Regions from separate parts of the Anas platyrhynchos genome. Here region 1 is linked to region 2. Evidence: chromatin contacts called from public Hi-C data. All regions are on one chromosome and are shown on one strand. Each heading gives the region's core, a stretch centred on a gene start, on an enhancer-like site or on the middle of the called end of the contact. The rest is flanking DNA. Distances are from core to core; before and after follow the strand shown.

The links. Hi-C and Micro-C count contacts between places; a contact is called where the count stands out from the background.
Region 1: a contact with region 2 is called in a Hi-C map of subcutaneous adipose tissue, with 4 times the contacts expected there. The contact joins two enhancer-like sites. A contact is called at or near these places in 4 of 8 Hi-C or Micro-C datasets (liver, skeletal muscle, small yellow follicle and 1 more).

The regions. Positions count from the first base shown.
Region 1 is chr2:54,767,212-54,772,448 of IASCAAS_PekinDuck_T2T, reverse strand. No RefSeq gene overlaps it. Among named protein-coding and RNA genes, the nearest start is that of RBBP8, 40 kb to the left of the region's middle. Within about 2 kb of position 3,663, at least 3 of the 8 cell types and tissues checked have an H3K27ac peak or open chromatin away from gene starts, as enhancers often do.
Region 2 is chr2:54,527,856-54,532,997 of IASCAAS_PekinDuck_T2T, reverse strand. No RefSeq gene overlaps it. Among named protein-coding and RNA genes, the nearest start is that of MIB1, 78 kb to the right of the region's middle. Within about 2 kb of position 2,962, at least 1 of the 8 cell types and tissues checked has an H3K27ac peak or open chromatin away from gene starts, as enhancers often do.

The sequences.
Region 1 (5,237 bases), core at 2,414-4,913, 240 kb before region 2:
ACTTATTTGGTGAATAATTCCATAAGCTTTGGACACAAATTTTGTTGTATTGTCAGCACTATACATAGGGTGTTTTCCCAAAGTAAGTATGTAGAGAGCACGGCAAGTTTTGATTTTCACACTCTTCCCCTTTGGCTTCTGGTTCTCTTTCTTTCTCTCCTATCCATTCACAATCGGGCAAGGTGCTCTGCTGCTGCCTTTCATTGCTGGGCTCTTGTGCTGCTAGCCACTCTCCAGGACCTGTTCACAAAGAACAGTAAAGCTGTCCAGGACAGCTTTGTGAATCCTATTCCTCCTAAGTAGTTTATGACTTCCCTCAAGCCTGTGGAAATGCTGGTCTGCAGAGACAGCATCCATGGCATGCTGGGATGTCCATTCACTGTGGGAGCCCTGTCATGGTTATTGATGATTCTTTATTTGTAAAATAAAATAATATAAAATAAAATAACATAAAATAAAATCAAATAAAATGAAATAAAATTAAAAATCCATCATAAGGGCAGAAAAAAGATCTACTGGAACAGGGCAGCCCTGCTTGTTCCGCTGACTCACAAACATTTGGTACATATAAACTCAAATTGGTACATAATAAAATCTTCATAACTGAACACTGTGTGAACAAGTATGTTTGGTATTCCTAAAGGCCAGTCTTTTCTTTGAGTTCCTATCCATCAGTCTTTTTGTTTGACTGTGGTCTCTATCAGCAACTAAGAAAATTTTAACCTATTTTGAAACTATCATGCCTTAAAAACAGGACATAACGTGACTCCCTGCTGGGCTAAGCACTCACTGAAGTGAGCAGAGGGTTCAGAAGGTTATAGATACCCTATAAGTGCTAAAAAAGCTTAAAAAAAAAAAAAAAAAGTAAAAAAAAAGTGCAACGTCTTTTATTTCTCATCCACCCCTCTGTAAGTCTGACTACCCTACTACTATTTGAAAATCCCAGCCTGAAGGATTCACAGCCATAAAGCCCAGCACATAACAAGTTGACGTGTTACCCTGCTGCTGTTATTTCTGCGGCTACCTCCCTTTGCGTAAGAGCAATTTGATATATTTTGCATTAAGTTACAGCAAGTTCTGTGTGCCGGGGCTGGGTCCTACTATGCAACACTCAGAAGAATTGTTTGGCTTTAACAAATGCACTGCTGGCACTCATAGCACTGCTGTGAGTATTCTGGAAAGAGACCAGTCATCAGAAAGGATGCCCTTCCCAGAACTGACATGTGGTTTGCACCTTTCTCCTGAGCACTTGCTTGACTCAGTGTTATAAATGACGTAATTCCCTGCTGAGGCTACTAAGGCTGCTTTTCGTCCTCCTCTCTAGCTGTATGCACTGCTGGGACAGAGAGCAAATTCATGGCGAGATGTGATGATACATCACCACAGATGAACACAGAAAGTACAGCCTGCCTGCCCAGTGCATGGTGTGGACGCAGCCATGTGCATAAATGATTCAGCCCCTTCTTTTCCCAATAATAAAAATTTTCTGAATAATGAAAATGTTCCCCAGTAGTTGAAAATTCTACCTTAATGCCAAGACTTCTTGTAATTTAGCTATGGGCACTCTGATGACAATCTGGGCAGAGGAACCCTGTTTTATGTGTTGTGGTGAGGGTTCAGCTGCTGCCTGCCTCTGTAGGCTGGCAAGCAGTAAGTCTGAAAGGAAAAAAATGAGTTAAACTTGCCAACCAGCACCTGATTTCAGCTGGTATGCTAAGCTAAATCAAGGCTATTACAAACAGAGGGACAGAGTATGCATAGTTTCATGTCCCCCTCCCTTCTCTTCCAGATAACGTCCTCACCAGCACATAGAAATTCAGAAATCATAAGCCAAAATCAGAGGAGTGACATAAAAATTTGCTGAAATCAAACAAAAGATCTAGGTTTTCCTTGCCATCTAGCATGCAAACAGATTTCAGTTATTGTTTTGTTACTGTTCTCTACAGTCTCAGGGGATAGAATTATTGGTTTTTATTTCGTTATAGAGCTGAAATTCTCACATGGTCAAATCAAGACATTGCAAGAACCAGAGCTTTAAGGAAAGCACCAAATGTTAGTGAAGCTTGTGATAAAATCGCAAGAACTGGAAACCTTACAGAATCTCAGCCCAGAAGAGAGTTTGACTTAAAAACTGAATAAACGACAAAGGCCTATACCACCTAATGTGTATGAAAAGGTGCAATAATATTGTGAGCCATTTCTGTTCTTTTGTTAGCAATAGAGCCACATAGCAATTTCCGGGACTGTAAAAACATCCTAATAAATTTTCAGTGTTTCCTTGTGTTGGATGAATCACAGAAATGCCGCTAGCCTTGAATAGGTTTAGCATTCAGATCAACTGTTCGAGAGAAATTCAGCCGAATTGGTGCGTAACTAAAAACGGGCTGTAAATCACGGTCACAGACCATACAGGATGGAGGGCTGTTTAACAATTTCACCCACAGTAACTTCCCTTCAGGATGGAAGCATGGCCTTCATCCACAATGGGAAATGAATGTCTCAACCAAAGGGAAGACTGCACCCTCTCGCTGAGCTGGCTGGACGTGGTCAGTGTGTGAGTAAGAGGAGTGTAGGAAACAAGAAGTAACGTTAGGGACCCAGCAGGTCTTTCTGGTGCCACTCATTGACTTTAGCAGCAAAATTGCAGTACGCCATTGCCCCACGCAGGAAGCACAAGGTCTGGCTGTCCTACAACCAGCAGTAATGGGGAGCTTCTACCTCTCATTAAGACTGCCAGTTCACCTGAACTGCCCATCATCAAGTTCCTGTCTGGCAGCAGCTGACCGTGCTCAGGTTGGCACTGAAAATGTGTCCTTGCAACATCTTCAACAGCTGTGGAATGTGCTGGGGCTCTAGCAACAGAAACAAACCCCAGCAGTAATTCAGCTCACTGTTATCAGCAAGGACATACTGGTATAACTGGGATGCCCAGGAGGTCTAATTTGGCTTTGCAGTATTTGAGGCCAGTCTTGGAGGCTCCTTGGGAGAGTTGTCCTTTTTATATAGATGGTAAGAAGAAGATAAATGCTTTTTGGCAAGAACATCACGTCTTCTTGGTACTTCCTTTTAAACACTCTAATGACGCAGGGTGGACTTTGGGAGAAGTTGTAGGTTGAGCCTTTTGCTGTTTCAGCTAAAAAGGGACAATGGTGGGACACAAAGTTCCTGCGGGTGATGGGAATGGGTGGAGGAAGTCCTTCGCTGGGTAAGAGGCAGTCCTTTCCTCCGAGGCCAAAGCGGGAGCGTGTGTCGTGAGGCAGGAAGCAACGCCAGTGGTCATTTGCTTTTCTGAGAGGCCTGCCAGGCCCAGGTCAAGGCAGGCAGAACTGAAGGAGGAAAAACTGCTACAGAGGGATCCAAGAGGAAGGCCAGGAAGGAGGGGACCACAGGTAGGGATGCCAGCTGGAGCAGGCAAGCAGCAGAGGCTTGCCCTGAGGCCTTCTGGTGAGAGAGGGTGGAGGACAAGATGGAGGGGGCAGGCTGCAAGAGACACCGAAATGAAAACAGTGAAAATTGCACTAAGCCGGAAGGACTTTCAAATAACCAGGAAAAAAAAAAAGAAAAAAAAAAAAAAGAAAAAAAAAAAGTATTCCAGGTATTTCATGGGCTGAATGCATGTGTGTCTGTGAATCCTGGCCTCTTTACTCAGCCACCTCCTGCATGCTCCCCACTAGGTGCCAGTATAGGAGCACATCACTCCACAAGCGCACCAACACTGCAAACGGGCTGTGTAGTGAAGACTTTGCAAATATATTTATCTCTATACATACACACACTGCGTTCTGGGTTTACATTACTCTCTGAATATACAATATGCACAGAATTGCCAGTAGCATCTATAGCTATGTCCAGGGGCAGTATTGCAGTTAAATGGTTATACATGGGACACTGGGCTGCCTTGGCCTTCGTGGAGTGCCCACTGCACCTGGGCACTGCGAGCCCCATCAGCCAGAAAACAACTGCACTGCATTGCTACTTATTGCCAGAAAATATGTCTTTGTCATAGTGTGACTTTTACCCAGAAAGCAACAGCCAGATTTGGGTTGTTGATCTTTGGTTTGATTTGGGGATTTTTTTTTTTTTAAATCCATATGGCAACAGGCATAGGTAAATAATTTTGCAAATTGCTTCCATGCTTTAAAGTGTGTGCATTTGCAGTGCAAAGTGGTATATCACTCTGCATGGAGGTGCCTGATAGGTACCTGACAGAGCCTCCAAATTGAGCCACGGGGGAAAAAGAAATCCATGCTTCAGATACTTTTCAAGTCCCTCCAGGAGAAAACTGTCATTACATACCCTGCACAATCCCATATCCGCAGCAGACTCAGGCAGAAAATTAAGGGAACAAACACTGACTAAAGTCATAAAGAGGACAATACTGTGTCACAGACCACCATGGGAACAAGCAGTTCCACGAAGCTCTGGTGCTTGTCAAGTCTTAAATCTTTCCAAAAAGAGGTTAAGTCTCTTGCCTTGGTTTCTCTGCTACCTGTGCCAAAATAAATAGAATGTGCTCAACTCAAGAAAACAAATACTTGAAAATAACGAAAAATCAATAGTACCCTTGTTATTCAGTAGCAGGTATACAGATCTAATCTGACAGACTGTATTGAAAGTGTAAACTGAATGCTCGCAAACATGTATTAGTAATGTCAAGATGAAATGTTAGCTTGAATCTTATCAATTCAGTTTATAGAATAGGGAGGCATTACCAAAGTATAATTTACCTGTTTTAGAAAGAGTTGTTCTCAGTACAGTGAGCGTGTGTTTAGAAACGTTTGGATTTCAGGTACCCTTCTTCATTACCAAGGAGCTTTTAGTATTGCCTCAACCTGTCAGCCTCCCGAGTTGGGAAGAAATATGAATGGCAAACCAATGTGCATGGAGACACTTAAAGGAGTCTTTCATTCTTGGCCTGGTGTCATTATTCCCATGGGCAGAAGACAAAGAAATATACAGCTAAGGAACAATTTCACATAAAAAATACATCCCTTTGTCCAAAAGCCCTGAGATGTGTCATGTTGTTATGGAGCACATACAGGAACTGGCTGTGCCCTTTTGTACACAGCTGGCCTTTAGGCTCCGTGCAGTCTGCAGCCACGGACCCCACTCGTCTGAGGGAACTATGAATTTAACGAGATGCTCAGCTTTCATTTTCCAAATGTGGGTATATTCAGCCCTTTTCCTCAGCAAATGGAAATAGCTAAAGGAAGGTTATATTTTTTCTTTCTTTTTTT
Region 2 (5,142 bases), core at 1,713-4,212:
GAAGTCTAAAATTAAATGTCTGGTGTCCCAGTCTTGCTCCTGAAGATACGTTTTTCTTATCTAACTCATTTACATGCTACTTACTGATGAAGCAATGTCAGCTCAGGACATCTAAATGCCTCGAGGGCTTGGCCCACTCAACTCTACTTGGTTGTAACACTTTGCCCCTGCCTGCTGCAGGGCAAGCACCTCATGCAGGTAATTACTCAGTAGTTGACCTGCAGTAGCTTTTTACACCACTGCCTATTTGCAGGCACCCACTGTTCACAGTAAATCTAATCCAACATCATTTTCCTCATTACATCCTGGTGTGTGTGTCATGGGAAATAATTGTATGAGGCAGCACAGTAAATCTACAAGGACTGGCTTGCAACTTGCACACCTTCCTTCTTCCCATGTTCTAGTTCCAGTGTTAGTCCAGGACATATCACAACGGGTAGAACTGGTGTGGAAGGGCCTGTGAGGAATAGCAGGGCATGCAAGACAAAGGAGATGACAGGGTTATAGCAGGACTCAATGTGTCCATGATACAAGCTCTCAGGAGTCCAAACTGAACACATTAAAATTCCTCAAGAGCTTTACAATCAAATTTGCCATTTGAGTTTCTCATCTCGCAGATTCCTTAGACTTAGGCCTATGGCTGGAGTATAGTTTTAGATTCCCCACTGCCTTTGTCCTAACACACTTTCCTGCGCCATCAAAAGTGCATAAAGGGCTTTCAGACTTTACATCCTCCGTATGTAGTGGGAGAACACAGTTTCAGAGAACAAGAGTTACATGAAGGTTCCTTCAGCCTTATACAGAATAAGAATCACCTGATGAAAAACCAAGAACAGGGTTGTGAGGCATTAGAATGGGCTGCCCAGGGAAGTGGTGGAGTCACCATCCCTGGAGGTCTTTAAAAGACATTTAGATGTTGAACTTAGCGATCTGGTTTAGTGGAGGACTTGTTAGTGTTAGGTCAGAGGTTGGACTCGATGATCTTGAGGTCTCTTCCAACCTAGGCAATTCTGTGATTCTATGATTATGAATTAAGTGACTTAAGTGCCCTGTGCTATAGATCAGAGAAATGCAATTAAACCTTGGGCTCGATGTTTTGAATTGTAAGGCTATACTAGAAACAGCTTAACTAAGCCCTTTGTGTTCAGAAAATCAGCCTTGCCTACATAGATCTGAAGTAGTCTTTATTTACAGGTCTCACCATGAAGGAGGAAGAAGAGAGGAAGAATGACAGCATTGTGTTTCAAAGCCAACAAACCATATAACATGTCCTTTGGGAACTACATGCGGTATAACTGCTGGTTATTTTATATAGCTTTCATACAGAGTATCACAAGTCACCGTATGATCACATAAACAGTAAGGATTATGAAAGCTTAGTAGGAAAGTATTATTTGGCATGTGGTTTCAGATTTACTCTTATTCAAAGAGGCTGAATGTTTTCATGCTACTCCATGGAGGCAGCAAAAAGCCCAATAACAGAACCCTTCTTTTTGCAGGCAACCCATGCTCATACAAGGGATCCCACTGTCATGAGCAGATGACTTCTGGTCAACTTAAGTGGGCAAAAGACACAGGACTAAGAGACAGTAGCTTCTGTCCTGAATGAGTTACTCTGGGAAGTACCTTAGGGTGTCACCAAAAACTGATTCTGAGATAAGGTAACAATGGAAATTTGAGGCAGCCTATAGGGAAAAAAAAGGGGGGGGGGAGGGGGTTACACCTGAATCAGTGACTTGTTCTCTGTTTTCTTCATATGGGTGAGAACAGTTTTGACAAAAGCAGCACCCATTCCCTTTCCTCAGGTGGCAGCCACAAGCTCTTTCTTATACTGCCAGTATGAAGAAACAAGGGTTATTGATAACGTAACGTGAATTTTTGCTAAGACTGAATTCAGGAATTCCTCCTGTCTGTATATGCAATTAAGAGTGGAGTCAAACACAAGGATAGGGTCCTTCCGTACTAATGCCAAGGCACTGTGCTAACCTCAGTGTAATGGAGATTAATTTTAAAGGGTCTCGGAAAGAACTGCACTGAGAAGGATGGGACACGGTTCTGCTATCAGAAACAGGCTTACAGAAATAATCAAAGTGGAGGACTTGAGCAGTGGGAGACAGAATCAGTGCAGACATGAAATGCAAAAACCCTAAGAGACAGAAAACAGAGAAGAACAAGAGTTACAAACACCAAGGTAAGGAAAGTCCCTTGTTACTTCACCAAGTGCAAGTGAGAAACTGTGCCAACCTGAGAGACATTGATCGTAGTTAGGTTCCTATTTGTGAAACACAACTTTGGTAAAAGGATTGGAAAATTTTGTCTAGGGAATAGCTGTCTGGTCTGTTCAGCTTCTTGGTAGAAAGATACTGAGTTACTTGAAATTTGTGTCTCCAAGCTGCTTGCATGCTCTGGGAAGACTTAAGAACTTGGACATTCCTTCCACTGAGCAGACTGATAGGGTTCAAAGCATATTTAACCATGAGCTGTGCTACAACTGGGTGGAAAATATTAATCAACTCCAGCCATCTAGGGAGACTGTGGTTATCATGAAGAATATGTGGGACACTCATGCAAGAATTTTTTTTTTTCCCTGCAAACTGGACAAGCTCTCCTAGAGTTTATCTGCCCCAACTGCATGCTTTTGAAAAGGAAAAAAAAAAAAAAAAAAAAAAAAAAAGGAAAAAAAGCTAGACTAAATGAGTACTTTCAACTAGAGCTAAAGGTAAACACTCCATTGGAACTTTGCCCTAATCAATAGTAGCAATGTTCATGTCACATGAGAGTCAGAGGATAGAATATGGTGCTTACTGCAGTCAGCAAATAAGCTAATTATACTTAGCCTGCTTGAAGAAGGGGACAAGTGAGGTCTGGTCCACCCACATATTAATGCAATCATCATTATCCTTATCCCTTGTTTGCTCTGCGCTTATATTGGAAAAAAAAAAAAAAAAAAACTTGTCCCAAACGGAGGGTGCTACTGACCCCTTGTGGGAGAAATACTCCGATGTTTTAGGGTGCACGAGTGTCACTGCCTAAACCAGCTCAGATTTAAGTTCATATACTGAACTCCCACAGGTTTATTGCTAAAGAAAATTTAGTAAAACGGTGTCATAGTTTTGAGAGAGGTCAGTATAATCTCACAAGGGTATTTTCCTGACCTCATGCTGTTTTGCAGGAGCTAAATTTTGTATTAACTTCTCCAGGGCAGTCAAGCAAGCTTAAGCAAACGATAGCTGTAAGAAGTACATTTCACACTGAATTTCCTACAACTTTGTTTTGCATTGTCACAGAACAAAAGTTTTACGTTATCAGCTGACACATTTCTTGGTTCCTAATATGATTAAACCTATTTCAGCACATCATAGCATTGCCCTCTAGAGACTGCTTTTTAGAAGAATTTCTGAGTATCTCCTGGTAAGCCTGGCCATACTCCTCCTTCACTGCAAAGGGAACAAAGTGCTTAAATCCCTCAAGTAACTTCCAGACAAAAGCTTTTCATAAGCACCAGTAACAGCATTGATAGGCTTCATTCTTTAAAAAAAAAAAAAAAAAAAAAAAAAGCTTTCCAGTGCATGCTGCTGTATTGACTTGAAATAGGCTGTATGAAGCATGAAAATTAGATCTTCAACAGCATCATTCCTGACTGAAATTATCTTTCCATATTGTGAAGAACCAAGTCTGTTAAGGAAACCTCTCTCTTTTTTTTTTTTAATCAAATACTGCTGCTAACATTTCTCCCCTGAATAAGATGAAGTACACTCATGAAGAACCACCCTCGGCATTTACTAAACATCAAATCTGAAGGAAATCTCCACAGTCACATTTTTCCTGCCTTAAACATGCTGCATATTGGAAACAGCTTGAATTAATTAGGAGTGCAAGGTGCATTAAGATACAGAGTGGCATGTTTGTAAACTGCCCTTTCTTTTGGGTCTACCACCCTTCTCAGTGTGGAAAAAGCCTTCTCAAAATCTACAAACATCAATGTCTAACACCAGCCACACCCACCTTGACCAACATTAGGGGCTGAAACCGTAGAGACCACAGAGACCACATCCTAAAGCCTTTAGTAAAGCCATTGCCATCACTTGCAGTGCAGCAGGTATTCTGCTGCCAAGCCTCTCCCTGTCATATCTGAAAAGTCCTGGCAGTCAGGCCATGTGGTGACTGGAAAAGAGAAATATCACTCCCATTTTTGAAAGGATAACATGGAGGATTTAGGGAACTACCTACCGGTGAGCCTCACCTCTGTACCTGGAAAGCTCATGGAGCAGATCCTCCTGGAAGCAATGTCAAGGCACATGCAGGACAAAGGTGATCCGAGACAGCCCGCACGGCTTCACCAAGGGCAAATTGTGCCCGACCAGTCTGGTGGCCCTCTAATGATGATGGAGTGACTGCATCAGCTGACAAGGGAAGACCGACCAATGTCATCTGCCTGCACTTCTGTAAGGCCTTTGACACAGTCCCACATGACATCCTGGTCTCCAAATTGGAGAGAGATGGATTTGACGGGTGGCCCATTCAGTGGATAAGGAATTGGCCTGAAGGCTGCACCCAGAGAGTTGCGGTCAATGGCTCCATGTCCAGGCGGAGGCCAGGGACGAGCGGTGTCCCTCAGGGGTCTGTCCTGGGACCAGTGCTGTTTTGCTGAGTCCGATTGATTTTGTTACCTTTAGTTAAATAGATATATTTCTGAATGTATCCATTAAATTGAATCCTAAAAGCATAAACTTTGGTGCAGTAAATGCTGTCTCAGAGAATGTGAGCTACTATATCTGGCAGGAGATTTTTAAGTGATCCCATTCATATAGCCAGATCCGTAAAGGTTGTTCACGAACAGGATGGAATCGAACACAAATTTAACAGCAACTCTAATTAGTATAATGAATTGTGTACAGATACAAAAATTTGCACATAAAAAAAGGTTAAGGTCAAACTTTTTGTTGTTACAACATAATCTGCATTTGTACTTCTGCTGTGTTGTTTAAAAAATATTTGAGTATCTGGAAAATTCAAAGGCACTCAGCATTTCTGATGTTGCTGTAAACTCACTCTTCAGTGGTATATTCTAAAGCACCAGAATGTTTTGAGCTTTGGATTACAATCTCCCTCACTAGATAAGGTCTGGGGTCTTTAAAAATT